3 separate regions of the Mus musculus genome follow, and regions 1 and 2 are each linked to region 3. The links are chromatin contacts, called in public promoter capture Hi-C maps. All regions are on one chromosome and are shown on one strand. The core of a region is the stretch at or near the end of the contact, and the rest is flanking DNA. Distances in the headings are between cores, read along the strand shown. Region 1 overlaps Pdia5 (protein disulfide isomerase associated 5). Region 2 overlaps Pdia5 (protein disulfide isomerase associated 5). Region 3 holds the start of Pdia5 (protein disulfide isomerase associated 5).

Region 1 (3,655 bases), core at 707-3,206, 89 kb before region 3:
CCTGCCACTAGATGCTTCTTCACCTCAGGCTTCCCTTTGCATCTTCAGCCCGATTGTTTTATACAACAAGACTTGGAACGAAGTTTGCAAACTCACTGAACATAATCCATAGCTGGCTCGAAGGCCCGTACTATTTGGCCCACATAGAACTTAAAAAGAAAATAAATTTGAATTAGCTGCCAATGTGGAAGGAGCCAGAAGATTTAATATAAAACACTTGGCTTCGAGCTTCCCTACAAACATCAGAAGATTGGATGGCACTTGCCCTGAGTTCCCACAGGCAGCGGCTGGCTAAACAGACGGACATCTGTCTCCTTCCAGGAGGTTAACCCTGACCTTCACCAGCACCCATGATGAGCTCAACTCGCTTGGGCTAGTGGCTGGCCGCGGTGGGTGCCTGAGACCCCGGCTCAATTTCTAATTAGATAGAAACACGAGGCATATGCTCCTGTGGTCGCCCAAGTGTAGAGGTTTCTTTTTCCCCCTCTTTGGGACAAGCACGTCTGACTCCACAGACACTAGCTCTGGGTCCACTGCACCTCTGCTCAGGATTTGATGAACAATTGCTCCAGGCCGCTACACCCCCGCATCCACTTTAAATTATGGATTCCATTTGTATACGTGCCCTGGAGCTGTTGGAAGTATAGTGTATGGTTTTTATAAATCTATTAAATTAAAAATGTATACTTGCGAATCCCTCACACTAGCTGTCAGCCACGGACATGGAATGCAGCGTCTGGCTGCAAAGGGGGAATCCATGCTCCACTTCTATAGGAGCCGCGTGGCCGAGACGCTTCAAGAAGAGTCTGTCCTCTGAGCTGCCCACCTCACCTGCCTGAACAGCCAACCCCTCAAGACCTACCTGTGATCATCACTGGTCACCTGCACTCAACACCCCCACACTACCACAATACTCTACCCAATGGAGCTCTAGCCTTGTCTCCCATAAATGATATGAATTCCTGGACTCTGTGTCTGTGACCCTAAGGGTCCTCAACCAAGGACTTGCTCTGACACCTAAAGTCTTGACCTGAAAGCTTCACCAAGCCCTCAAGTTCTAGAACGAAGGATAATATCAAGTAAAGGGTCAAGGACAAAGTCCCTGGTTTCCAGGACCTTTGAGTGGGACAACTCTGGCTCACGTCTTGGGAGGCCTCCCAGTGGTCACCTGCTCATTGCATCCCTCCTTTGGCTTCTTTCCCTTTCATCTTACTTTCTCAACCTCCTGGGGTACCTCCTGTGAACTCCTCCCAAGAACATCCCACACGGGTCCCAGCCAGCACAGGCCCCGCTTTTGGGAAATTTGAACCGGCAAAGCTGTGATCCAGATTCTGACTTGGCTCCTTTATGGCAAAGGAACTTGTTTAGGGGATCTCATGTAACCCCGTCATGGACTCTATAATATTCCACACCAGGAAAATGAGGAATGGAATAACACCTACTCCATCAAGTGACTGCGAGGATCACATGGCTCACTGTGGGATAAAAGTCTCCACCAAGCTCAGTCAATTCTGCCATTTAGCTGACTAACATTCATGGGGGTCTAAAGCATCAAGATGTTTGGGAGTTCAAGGACAAAGGACGCTTCAGATGGACAGGGGCGCCAAATGGTCTCTAGGTTCTGTGCAGATTATAGCAGTGATGTGAGTCAGTCAGAGCAGGGCACCACAGCCCCATGACTTCTCTTGGAATGACCTCCTTACTTTCACTGGCTCATCCTCCTTGCCCAAGCTGGGCATACCTTAGAGTGAAAGGTGAGGCCCTCATTGCCAGCTCAGCAACCCTAGCCTCTGCTCCGGTCCACCTGTCTTCCACCGTGGGCGGCCCCATCCTCCAGGCCATTGGATAACACCATCTATTTCAATACTCACAGCCTGTAGCCCTTCTCCACCAGCGAGCGAGCGTGTCAACTGATAAAAGTCCCCAGCTAAGCTCCTGGGAGGGGATTTGGGCTCCCTGGCTAAAACATGAGCTGCCTCACACAGCTTTATTGATTCAGTAAAATAAATCTCTGCAGGAGCTAATATTGACTTTGGCTATGAAAATGGAAGTGAAAATCCAACTGCATATTGATTGGGGGAAGGAACCGAGACTGGCTGTTAGGTGGGAAACAAAATACAATTCCAGCTGAGAAGTGGCCGCAAGTGTGCGAGAATGAACGGGGAGTCAGGTGACCTCGTTCTCAAGGACCGGTTATCCTTGGCCAAGGGGCATAGCTCCTCTTCAGGCCATAGTCCCTCCAAAGTAAAAGCAAATGAGGTGAGCCAATGGCTTCCAGACACCAGTGTACAGCTGATGTAAGGACCAGCTCTTACAAGTCTCTAATTTTTGCAAGCATCTCCCATCTAGTCGATTTAACCATGCGGTATGGTACCCTGCTTTGGGCACAGAATGGGCACTGCTCACCTCAGTTTCAGGGCCACACCCTGACCCAGGGAGCTGTGACTATGGCTGCTGAGTATTCTAGGAACCTCAGGTGGGTCAGCTTCCCAGTCAGACAAGACAGTCAGGCACAGTAAGACATGCAATAAAGAAGGGTGGAAGGAGGGGCAGAGGGAATGGGATGAAGGTGTGAACCCAGAAAAGAGCTAGCATATATCAGACAACGGAGAAAAGATGGATATGTGCATGAAGGAAATGGGGCCATGAACATCACAGTGAATGGAGAGGAAGAGGGAGGCTAGCCCTAGGATCCCTAGTGTGAACTTGACAAGCCTGGCTTCAGAAGGCCCTAGCAGTGGTCTAATAGAAAAAACAGGTATCATGGTAATATATGGGCCCTCCAAGATGTCTCTGGTCACCTTAGTCCTTTAGATGATACACACACACACACACACACACACACACACACACACCATATGTGCTGGAATAGTCAGTTCAAACTCTGGCGTTAACTGAAGCCTCAGAATCCCTTCAAGGACCCCCTAGAGCCCATGGGCACTTGAGTAGCCTTAGGACAGAAGGCCACCAACTTTGCTCATTCTCCTGTCTTCCTGGAGCCATTTGTGCTCCAGCTCAGGGGAGACGTGTGATGAGATGGATTGACAACTATCCCAGTCAGGTAAGCAGCCAGGCTATGGCAGACATCATTGGAGCTCCCAGGGCAGAAGCAACCACCAGGCAAGTGCCAGGCCCCCAAAAGAAAAAGTTTGTGGTCCTTATTATCCCCCACTCCACGATGGAGGAGGACCTCAAGGGCTTATCAGGCTTTTACGGAACAGTCATATTCTCTGAGTGCAGGGCAGGGTCTCAGAGTTGAAGTAGGAATCTTGTCCTATGGGTCCTCACTCCCCATATCTGTGCCTGCTCCCAGCCTGGCTTCCTGAATTAGAGAATTCTCCCCATCCTATCCCTGGTGCTCTCTCAGAGTGCAGCAAGGTTTCCTGGCACCTACAGCACCACCTCTGTCATTCTGGAGGTACTTGCAGGCCTACCTCCATTTGTCTCTGTCAAATCCATGCCCAGGACAGCGAGCTATCTCTGTTCACATGCGCAGCCTTACCTGTTCTGTTTTGGTACTACTCTTGAGTTTTCTGGGATAGTCTATTTATTGTGGGAAGTCTGCTTAGCTTGTGCCTGGACCAGAAGAAGGATCTCACATGGGAAAATAGGGAGTTGTAATAGCAGCACACATGACTCAGGGTCCAGTATATGT
Region 2 (4,131 bases), core at 321-2,820, 67 kb before region 3:
CAGCTACCAGGCAAGGGCAGACCCTCTCTGCACCTTGGACCCACCCTAGGTAAATGGAGGGCCAGTTATCTTGGGACATACCCGGTCTGACTCCTCAGCCCTTGCTGGCTTCAGGGAGGACACTCAAGCTTATTGGGGATGGAGCTTCTCTGAGTTCTGCCAAGGGACACTTGTGATTATATATATAGCATTCAGCCTGCATGTACACCTGCAGGCCAGAAAAGGGCACTAGATGTCATTATAGATGATTGTGAGCCACCATGTGGTTGCTGGGAATTGAACTCAGGACCTCTGGAGGAACCGCCAGTGCTCTTAACCTCTGAGCTATCTCTCCAGTCCCTGATCAGGATGTTTGTGCCGTTCTGATGGAGATACAGGCCAGGGGCATGAGCTGAGGAGAGACACCATGTCAGCTCCCACTGCATTGCCTATCTAACAAGTCCCAAGGCAGTGTCCTACTCTGGGGAAGGGGGTGGTAGGGGCAGCAGCGTTCCACTCACATGGGGCGTGGAACATGACGAGGACAGAGGAGTGCTCCTTCACAAACTGGTCAAAGTCTTCATCGGTCAGGTGATAAACGGAGCCGCCCTCATCTGCCCAGGGAGTCTCGGGGACCTGGGGCTGTGGTGGCAGTGGACTGGAAGACCAAAGAAACAGGCAGAGCTCAGAGCAAGCCCTGGGGTCTGAACAGCCCTTATCAATCAAATCCAGCCCCCTGGACACATAGCTCCCACACCAAGATCTTTTATACACTGGAAACTGGATCCAGAGATGGATGGAGAGGGACTGCCCTGCCCATCTCTGCCTCCTCCCCAAGCAGAAAGGTACTTAGCTGATACCCATTGCGCATGGCCACATGGCTGTTGTTTGCTATAGCTTTCTGAGACAGCTCAGGGAATCTTTTTTTTCCCCGGGAGTGTTTGCTAGCATCTTCAAGGTAGAGCAAACTTCCAGCAAGTTGGCAAGAGCAAACAGCTACGGTGCCCAGTAAGCACTGTGGAAGCTGGATGTCCTGCTCTGAGCCACCCACTGGTAGGACACAGGAGGAAGAAAGAAGTGAGGCTAAAGGACAGGAAAGAGCTCTCTGGTTGAGCAAGCAGAAGGTATGAATGGGGGTGGGGTGGGAGGTGAGCACTGAGCCAGAGGGAGACCAGGTTGGTGGTATACACCCCAGCAGAATCTGCACTGCCTTACTAATTCTTCTAGAGGCGGAGAACAGATGTTCTCCGAGCCCGCATCAACTCACTGGCTGCCAAACCCTGGCAGTTACCTGATCTTTCAGGAGCCTGTTTGCTTCACAGAGAACCACACATCAGTGTCTATAGCCCCTAGTGCTAAGTGGAGGGAAGGCCCCCAGGTACCAACTTCCCCGCCAGGACGAGATGGCTGGTGCCATGAGAGCCCTGCTGCTTTACTGCCCGGTACCTTTGCCAAAGCACCTCAACTGCAGCTTTGAAAAAAAAAAAAACCCTTTGGATGACAAATGTGAATAGACAAGCGTTGTTCCCTGCCTGTAAGTGCCGACAGCAGGGAACACTGCAGTGCTCCAGCAGGCAGGGCTGGAGAATTAATCAGAGAAGAGCGACTCGGGCTCACAGAGAAGCAAAAGCTGGTTCAGAGTCTATGAAGACTATGCTGGCTCTGTGGACTGAGCTGCCCTAAAAGCCTCAGTCTCGCTGGTCTCCAGAGAGCGAGCGAGCGCGGCAAAGCCTTTGGTTGCTTTGCTTACTCGATGTCAGATTGTAACTGGCCTGGCTAAAGAGCTATAGTTGAATCTCTCAATCTGACTATCAGACTGTGAACAAGGGAGGCCAGAGACTTAAGAATTCCTCTGGAATCTCATGCCAGGGAAAAGGAAAGGGCGCTTGTTGGAGCAGGAACCGGGCTCCCTGAAACAGATTTCATCCAGTTCTACAGTACACACTGAAACCCAGAGGAAGATGGGTCAATAGTTGGCAGGACCAAGTTTGGTCAGGACTGCTTTCAGGTATCCTTGGTCTTCTATTCAAACATTCATCTCACATCAGAACCCCAAAGATAGACTGGCGGGGGGCGGGGGGGGGGGAGCGGGGGTGTTTACTAAATCCCTTTGTCGCTCTTCCCAATGCGGCCAGGTTGAAAAAAAAAATCTCCCTTTCTGCTTTCCACTTATTTACTTTTGTTTTTGTTTTTGAGATAGTGTCTTACTATGTTGCTCTGGCATCCTGGAATTTGCTCTGTAGTCCAGGCTGGCCCGCCTCTACCTGCTGAGTGCTGGGATTAAAGGTGTGCACCACCACATCGGTCTGCTTTCCACTTTTAATTTGGTTCTTTCACTGCTTCCTGAGGACGGGCGGTAGGACCTGACTTGGGACACAGGTCGTGATCCCTACATTCTGTAACAAGAAGGTACTGGCGGTAGATTCTAGCACTAGGAAGTCATCAGCCAGGCACCAGTTCCGTGATATCTGGCTTCTTATATCTGGGCTCAAACTAACAACCCCCCCAGTGAATATCTACAGCAGTCGGATGTGGTAGCGACACCTTTAATCCCAGCAGAGGCAGGTAGATCGTTATGAATTCAAGACCAGCCTAGTCTACACAGCAAGTTCAGGCCAGCTAAAGCTACACAGTGAGGTTCTAGCTCAATCACAGTAATAAGTTAATTTTAAAACGTTGTCTATGGTAGATGATTTGCTATGAAGAAAGTAGGGGTCAGGGAGTATACGCCTCAGTAGGGGAGAGCTAGGTACACTGTCAACCATCTCTGCAAGTGGAGGGCTGAGCGCTGAAGAGGAACACATCGTATTCTTCAGGCAGTAGCATGGACAGCCTGCTGGCCAGGCACACAGCCATCTATGATTCACTAGCTCTTGTATGAAGAGGGGAGGTAAACTGCTCCTGTTTGCATCTGCTAGGAAAAAAGGCCCTGAGACCTTACAAGAAAGAAGCTGAAGCTGTTACCTCTGGGTGGGACAGGGATAGCAGGAAGGGAGAAGAGGGCAGAAGTTAAAGCCTCTCAGGGCATACTGGAGTATCTTAGAGGTTTTGAAAGTTAAATGAATGTAATCTAGTTTTTAAAAAAAATCAAAGTAATTTTTAAAACTCCACCAGAGTTACTGAGAACCTAACGATATAAGATGCAAAAGCTATGTCTTGGCAGCGTGGTAAGAAAGATCCGGAGACGCTCCCACTTTAGAGACTACCCTAAAACCACAAAGGGGTTTTGTTTGTTCTGAACATAGAGTAATCCCACAGAAATGAAAACAACAGGAAATGCAAAGAAAAGAAGTCGCTACAGTTTCCGGAGCTAGGGAAAAAAAAAATCACCCAGGCAGGAGAAGCCACATTCTTGAAGTTGGGGTAAAAATGGGGTTGTCACTATAACTGCTCCCGAGGAGCACACATGCCACAGACAACTGGGGGATTATGTTCAAGAGAACACTACAGGAAGGGCTCGATTGTAGGAAAATGTGTACAAAAGAGGGGGTGAGCAGAGGTCTGCATAGAGCGCCTGCCTGCCGGCAAGCGGAAGGAGCTATCCACGCCACCCCAGGCAGCCAGCTCTCTACAAACAGGATCCCTTCCTCTCCTTCCTATATCTTGTACCCCACGCACAACAGACAGATAATAAAGGCTCACCAAGTAAAGAATGAAGAAACCTGGCTAAAGGACACAGATGTCCGTGAGTTCTAGGCCAGCCTGGTCTACGTAGTGAGTGCCAGGCTGGGATTACACAGTGAGACTCTCTCTTTCAAAAACTAACTAACCTACTAAATAAATAAATAAATAAAAATTTAAAAGGCCCTCTGAATAGAGAAATTATAATTTATTTTCTATATCTCTGAAGAGAAGGAACACCAACCAGTAGAAACTCCAAAGAGGAGCCCTGTGTAACTCTCCTCAGCAGACAGCAGAAGCAGCAGTGACAGCAACTGTACTGTCACGCCTATGACCCCAGGAGCCTAGCTAAGCAACTCCAGCTTAAAACATCTACCGGACAACGGCCTTTTTAAGCTATTTCTCTGGTCCTTCCATATGGACGATGGGCAGGAGATGCTCTGTAAATTTACAAAAGACTACCTAGACATTCCTAGATAGTCACAGATAACTTGAACTCAAAATGAGGCAAAGGGCTGGGGTTATAGCTCA
Region 3 (3,795 bases), core at 1,169-3,668:
TCAAAATATCGTCTTGTAAAATGCTCACTTTTTTTTTTTTTAAGTCATGGTAGCTGGCCTGAAATCCTGAGGATGCCCTTGGCTCTCTGACCCAATCGCCTGGCTTTATACCATACCCAATTTACGTGGTGCTGGGATCCAACCCAGGGCCTCATATAGACAAGGCAAGTGCGGTATCATCCAAGCTAGGTCATCAGACCCCACCTTTCTTCTTACTGACCACAGATGACTTCCAACTTGACAGTGAGACCACATACAGGGGATACTGAATTGTTTTCCTTTTCTTTTGTACAGTATTAAGAACTGAATCTAGCGCATGCTAGGCTGGCCCTCTGCCCCCCAGACTGCCCTTAAACTTACTCTTGTAGTCCAAACAGGACTTTCCATCCTCCTGCCTCAACCTCCTAAGTAGCTGGGATTCCAAAGCCATGCCATCAGACCCAGTTAAATCCATTTTCATAAAACCCTGGGCCACGCCCAGTGGCCTTCAGTCAATACAGAGCGAACAAAGAAGTCAAACTGCTCCCAGGGATGTAGGAAGCCCTTATCAAATCCACATAGCTTTTAAATGCACAGAGGCCCAACCCGCAGTCACTTGCTGCGGATTCCAGGCTCTCATCCCTCTACCTTGTATTTGCGGAGCTAACTCTAGGCTCAGGAACGTCCAGCTGCCAGGTGCTTTGGGCAAACCTCAAAGTTCTTCCTCATTGCCTGAGGGGAAGGTACATACAGACCTCCGAAATACCCACAACACATTAATTCCTGGACTCTGCTCCACCCACCTCAATAAGGCCCCAGGGGCTCTCCCTTGGCAGACTCTCCCTCTCAGAGATGTGACCTCTCCCTGTGGGGACTCTCCACCTCAGATAATGTATGGCTCTCCTGTGGCAGGCTGGCAGCAGTTAGGGTATTAGCTCTTGTCCTTCGAACAGTATTTGCTCACAGGATTGACTGCTGTTCAGCCGAGGGCAACACCTGAAGGCAGGCGCAGAGTGTAGTTTGCTCCCCACCCAAAATTCAACCCGGTGGCAAACAATGTGGTTGATAAATGTTTACAGAGTAAAAGGTCAGTCCCCTGGGCTCTTGTTTTTACTGAAGGGAGGGAAAAAGGAAGAAAGCAAAACCCTCCTCCCTCAGAGTTCAAGGACTGACATCCTGATGGGAGTCAGCCCAACTGGCTCCAGGAAACTTATGTCAAACATCATGGCACACCACCAGCACCCCAAAGCTTCGCGGTAACCTACTAGATCTCTCCTAGACGGAGGATGCAGAACTGGGAACAGGGAGCTTCCTTTGACACCTTCTTCCACATAACAGAAAACTCGATGTCACTCCTTTAACTGGTGATCCCAAAGGACAGGGCACTGCGGAGTTCAAGCGTTTAGATCTAATCACCCCTCCCTTTCCACCACACCCCCCCCCATCTGCCCAGCATCCTTGCCACACCCAAAGGGAAAACAGTGGAGTGGTAGGGGCAAGTAAGTCTTCCGAACTTGGTGATAGTGGCGGTGGCCATAAGGAGATGGACCCAACACAAGGGAGACAAGAAGTTACGAGAGAGATGTGGAAGAAGGCAACTACATCCTGTCACACACCCACAACCACACCTCAGCCCCAGGGGCAAACCCGTCCCCAGTCCCCACTTCTTCTCGGGGGATGCTTGTTCGGGAAAGTCCTCCCATCCCCACATAGTCTGCACCACGGTTCACCCCTCCTCCACTTCTGTATCACTCCGGTATCATTTTGCAGTCTCCGGAGCTGGTTCCACCGACTCCTCAGCCGACCCGTCTGACAACCTCCTTAGCGGGTATCTTTACGGTTTCCCATCTCATAGAAGGAACGCAGACACGTTTACAGATCCAGGGCGCCACACACACAGCTCGAAAGTGGCCGGGGCTGGAGCCGGCATCACCGTGGGAGCAGAACTCTTGGAGGTGGTGACCCCACCCAACCCGTCACGCGCCCTTTCTCCGGGGGTCCAACCCACGAGCAAGTGTTCCTGCTGCGCAAGTGGAAGGCAGCCTCCACCCCACACTCACACAGGTGCAAGCACCGCCCGGGGAGTCCTGCTTAGGCTAAGGACATCCCAGACCTGCGTCCCCGCAAAGTTGTGCGGGAGCGCGAACCCGGAGAGAGGGATCACCCGGCCCGGCCCCAGTGGAGAGCAGAGGACCAAAGACCCTATTGCCACCCGGCGAGCACGCCCCCAACCAACCCGGACCGCGCGCTCCCACGGCCATGCGGGACGCACGTGTCGCCGGCCCACAGCCTCACCCCAATCGCCAGTAGCAGCCCCCACGCCCGCGCCATCCCCGCCGCCTCCTGCCGTCTGCACCCGGCTCCCGCGCACGCCTGCCAGCTCCACCTCGGCCAACAGCTACGGCCACTTCACAGCCGCTCCCCGCCTCCGAGTTCCCGGTGCCACGTCTGCCAAAGCATGCGCACCAGGCTAGGAGAGGCGGCCCGGGAAGGAGCCTGCCGGGAGTTGTAGTTCACGAGAAGCTCGGGATGCCTCTGCCTCGGACTTTGCCTGAGGACGCAGAGTAGCAGCTGTGAGGATGGGGGGCAGGGAGGCTGGGGAGTAGGGACAGTTGTTCACTAAGGAGCCTTGCTCTGTGCCCGCAGAATCAGAACCAACAACTCACTCTGCCCCCAGAAGTTAGTTTCCCCACCCCGAGGATTAGCAGGCAACCCAGAGAATTCCAGTCATTTGACTGTAGGTACTAATTGTAAAGTCTATGATGGCCTGTGGAGGATGGAAAATGCCATCTGCTCCCGAGGCTTTTTTTTTCCCCTTGACAAAACATTATTGAGGTGTCGGGAAAACAATTTAGAGAGCCCAAAAAATATTAAGTATAGATCACCACACTATCCCCTTACTCCTTAACCATATACTCAAAAGAATCGAAAAGTGTGTTCAAGTAGTACTAGCACACCAATGTTCCTAGCAGCGCTGTTTATGATAGTCAAAGAAGAAAGAAAGGAAGAAAGAAAGAAAGAAAGAAAGAAAGAAAGAAAGAGTGAGTCTAAATATCCTCAAAAGACAAATACAGAAAATGTGATATACACCGGTACAACGGAATACTATTCATCCAATAAAAAGAAATTCACACAACCATGTTAACAAATATCAAAAATATATGATGCTGATTCTTAAAAAGCCAAATGCAAAATGTTGTATATTGTATGATTGCATTTATATAAAATATACAAAAATTGGAAAAAATGGTTTTGGTTTTGTTTTTTTTTTTTTGGTTTGTTTGTTTGCATTTTGTGTAAACAGATTACTCTGACCTGGGGAATGGAGGAAAGGAATTTCAGTTCAGAAATCCATTGATGAGGATGAAAATCTTTCAGAGCTAGATAAAAGGGGAAGCAGCACAGCATTATGAATGTATTAAATGCCACCAAACTGTATCATTTAAATAGTTAATTGATGTTAAATGAATGCTAATTACCTGAACAAAAAATGTAAAATGGGAGCTGGACAATGGGTACATTATTTAGGAGCACTTGCTGCTGTTGGCTCCCACATAGCAACTAACAACCATCCTGTAACCCCAATTCCAGGGTATCTGATCTCCAAGGGCACAAGATATGATTGTGGTACTCCTACATATGGGTAGGGTGGTGCACGCCTTTAATCCCAGCACTCGGGAGGTAGAGGCAGGCGGATTTCTGAGTTCGAGACCAGCCTGGTCTATAAAGTGAGTTCCAGGACAGCCAGGGCTATACAGAGAAACCCTGACTCGAAAAACCCAAAAAACAAACAAACAAAAACCAACAACAAAAAAA

Evidence for each region. Promoter capture Hi-C pulls out the DNA fragments that hold promoters and counts their contacts.
Region 1: a promoter capture Hi-C map of liver shows a contact between it and region 3, with 2.3 times the contacts expected there. The contact joins the enhancer-like site here to the promoter of Pdia5 in region 3. A contact is called at or near these places in 7 of 39 promoter capture datasets (3T3-L1-derived adipocytes, the HPC-7 cell line, epiblast stem cells and 4 more), 1 of 484 Hi-C or Micro-C datasets (nephron progenitors), 2 of 115 datasets of contacts at active chromatin or transcription factors (both in embryonic stem cells) and 3 of 9 other capture datasets (adipose tissue, liver and pancreatic islet).
Region 2: a contact with region 3 is called in a promoter capture Hi-C map of hippocampal neurons, with 3 times the contacts expected there. The contact joins the enhancer-like site here to the promoter of Pdia5 in region 3. A contact is called at or near these places in 6 of 39 promoter capture datasets (3T3-L1-derived adipocytes, the HPC-7 cell line, epiblast stem cells and 2 more), 6 of 484 Hi-C or Micro-C datasets (the N1E-115 cell line, Sertoli cells, cerebellum and 3 more), 2 of 115 datasets of contacts at active chromatin or transcription factors (both in embryonic stem cells) and 3 of 9 other capture datasets (adipose tissue, embryonic stem cells and liver).

Annotation. Positions count from the first base shown.
Region 1 is chr16:35,399,530-35,403,184 of GRCm38.p6, forward strand. All of the region lies in intron 15 of Pdia5 (protein disulfide isomerase associated 5), which reads right to left. Among named protein-coding and RNA genes, the nearest start is that of Gm25079, 19 kb to the left of the region's middle. Within about 2 kb of position 1,957, at least 2 of the 459 cell types and tissues checked have an H3K27ac peak or open chromatin away from gene starts, as enhancers often do. A contact at or near this core is called in liver, where this site is marked.
Region 2 is chr16:35,422,366-35,426,496 of GRCm38.p6, forward strand. It overlaps Pdia5 (protein disulfide isomerase associated 5), which reads right to left. Exons shown (of 17, transcript NM_028295.1): 11 at 501-637. Among named protein-coding and RNA genes, the nearest start is that of Gm25079, 42 kb to the left of the region's middle. Within about 2 kb of position 1,571, at least 25 of the 459 cell types and tissues checked have an H3K27ac peak or open chromatin away from gene starts, as enhancers often do. A contact at or near this core is called in cerebellum, cerebral cortex and hippocampal neurons, where this site is marked.
Region 3 is chr16:35,488,455-35,492,249 of GRCm38.p6, forward strand. Pdia5 (protein disulfide isomerase associated 5) reads right to left here and starts at 2,419. Exons shown (of 17, transcript NM_028295.1): 1 at 2,275-2,419. The coding sequence starts at 2,310.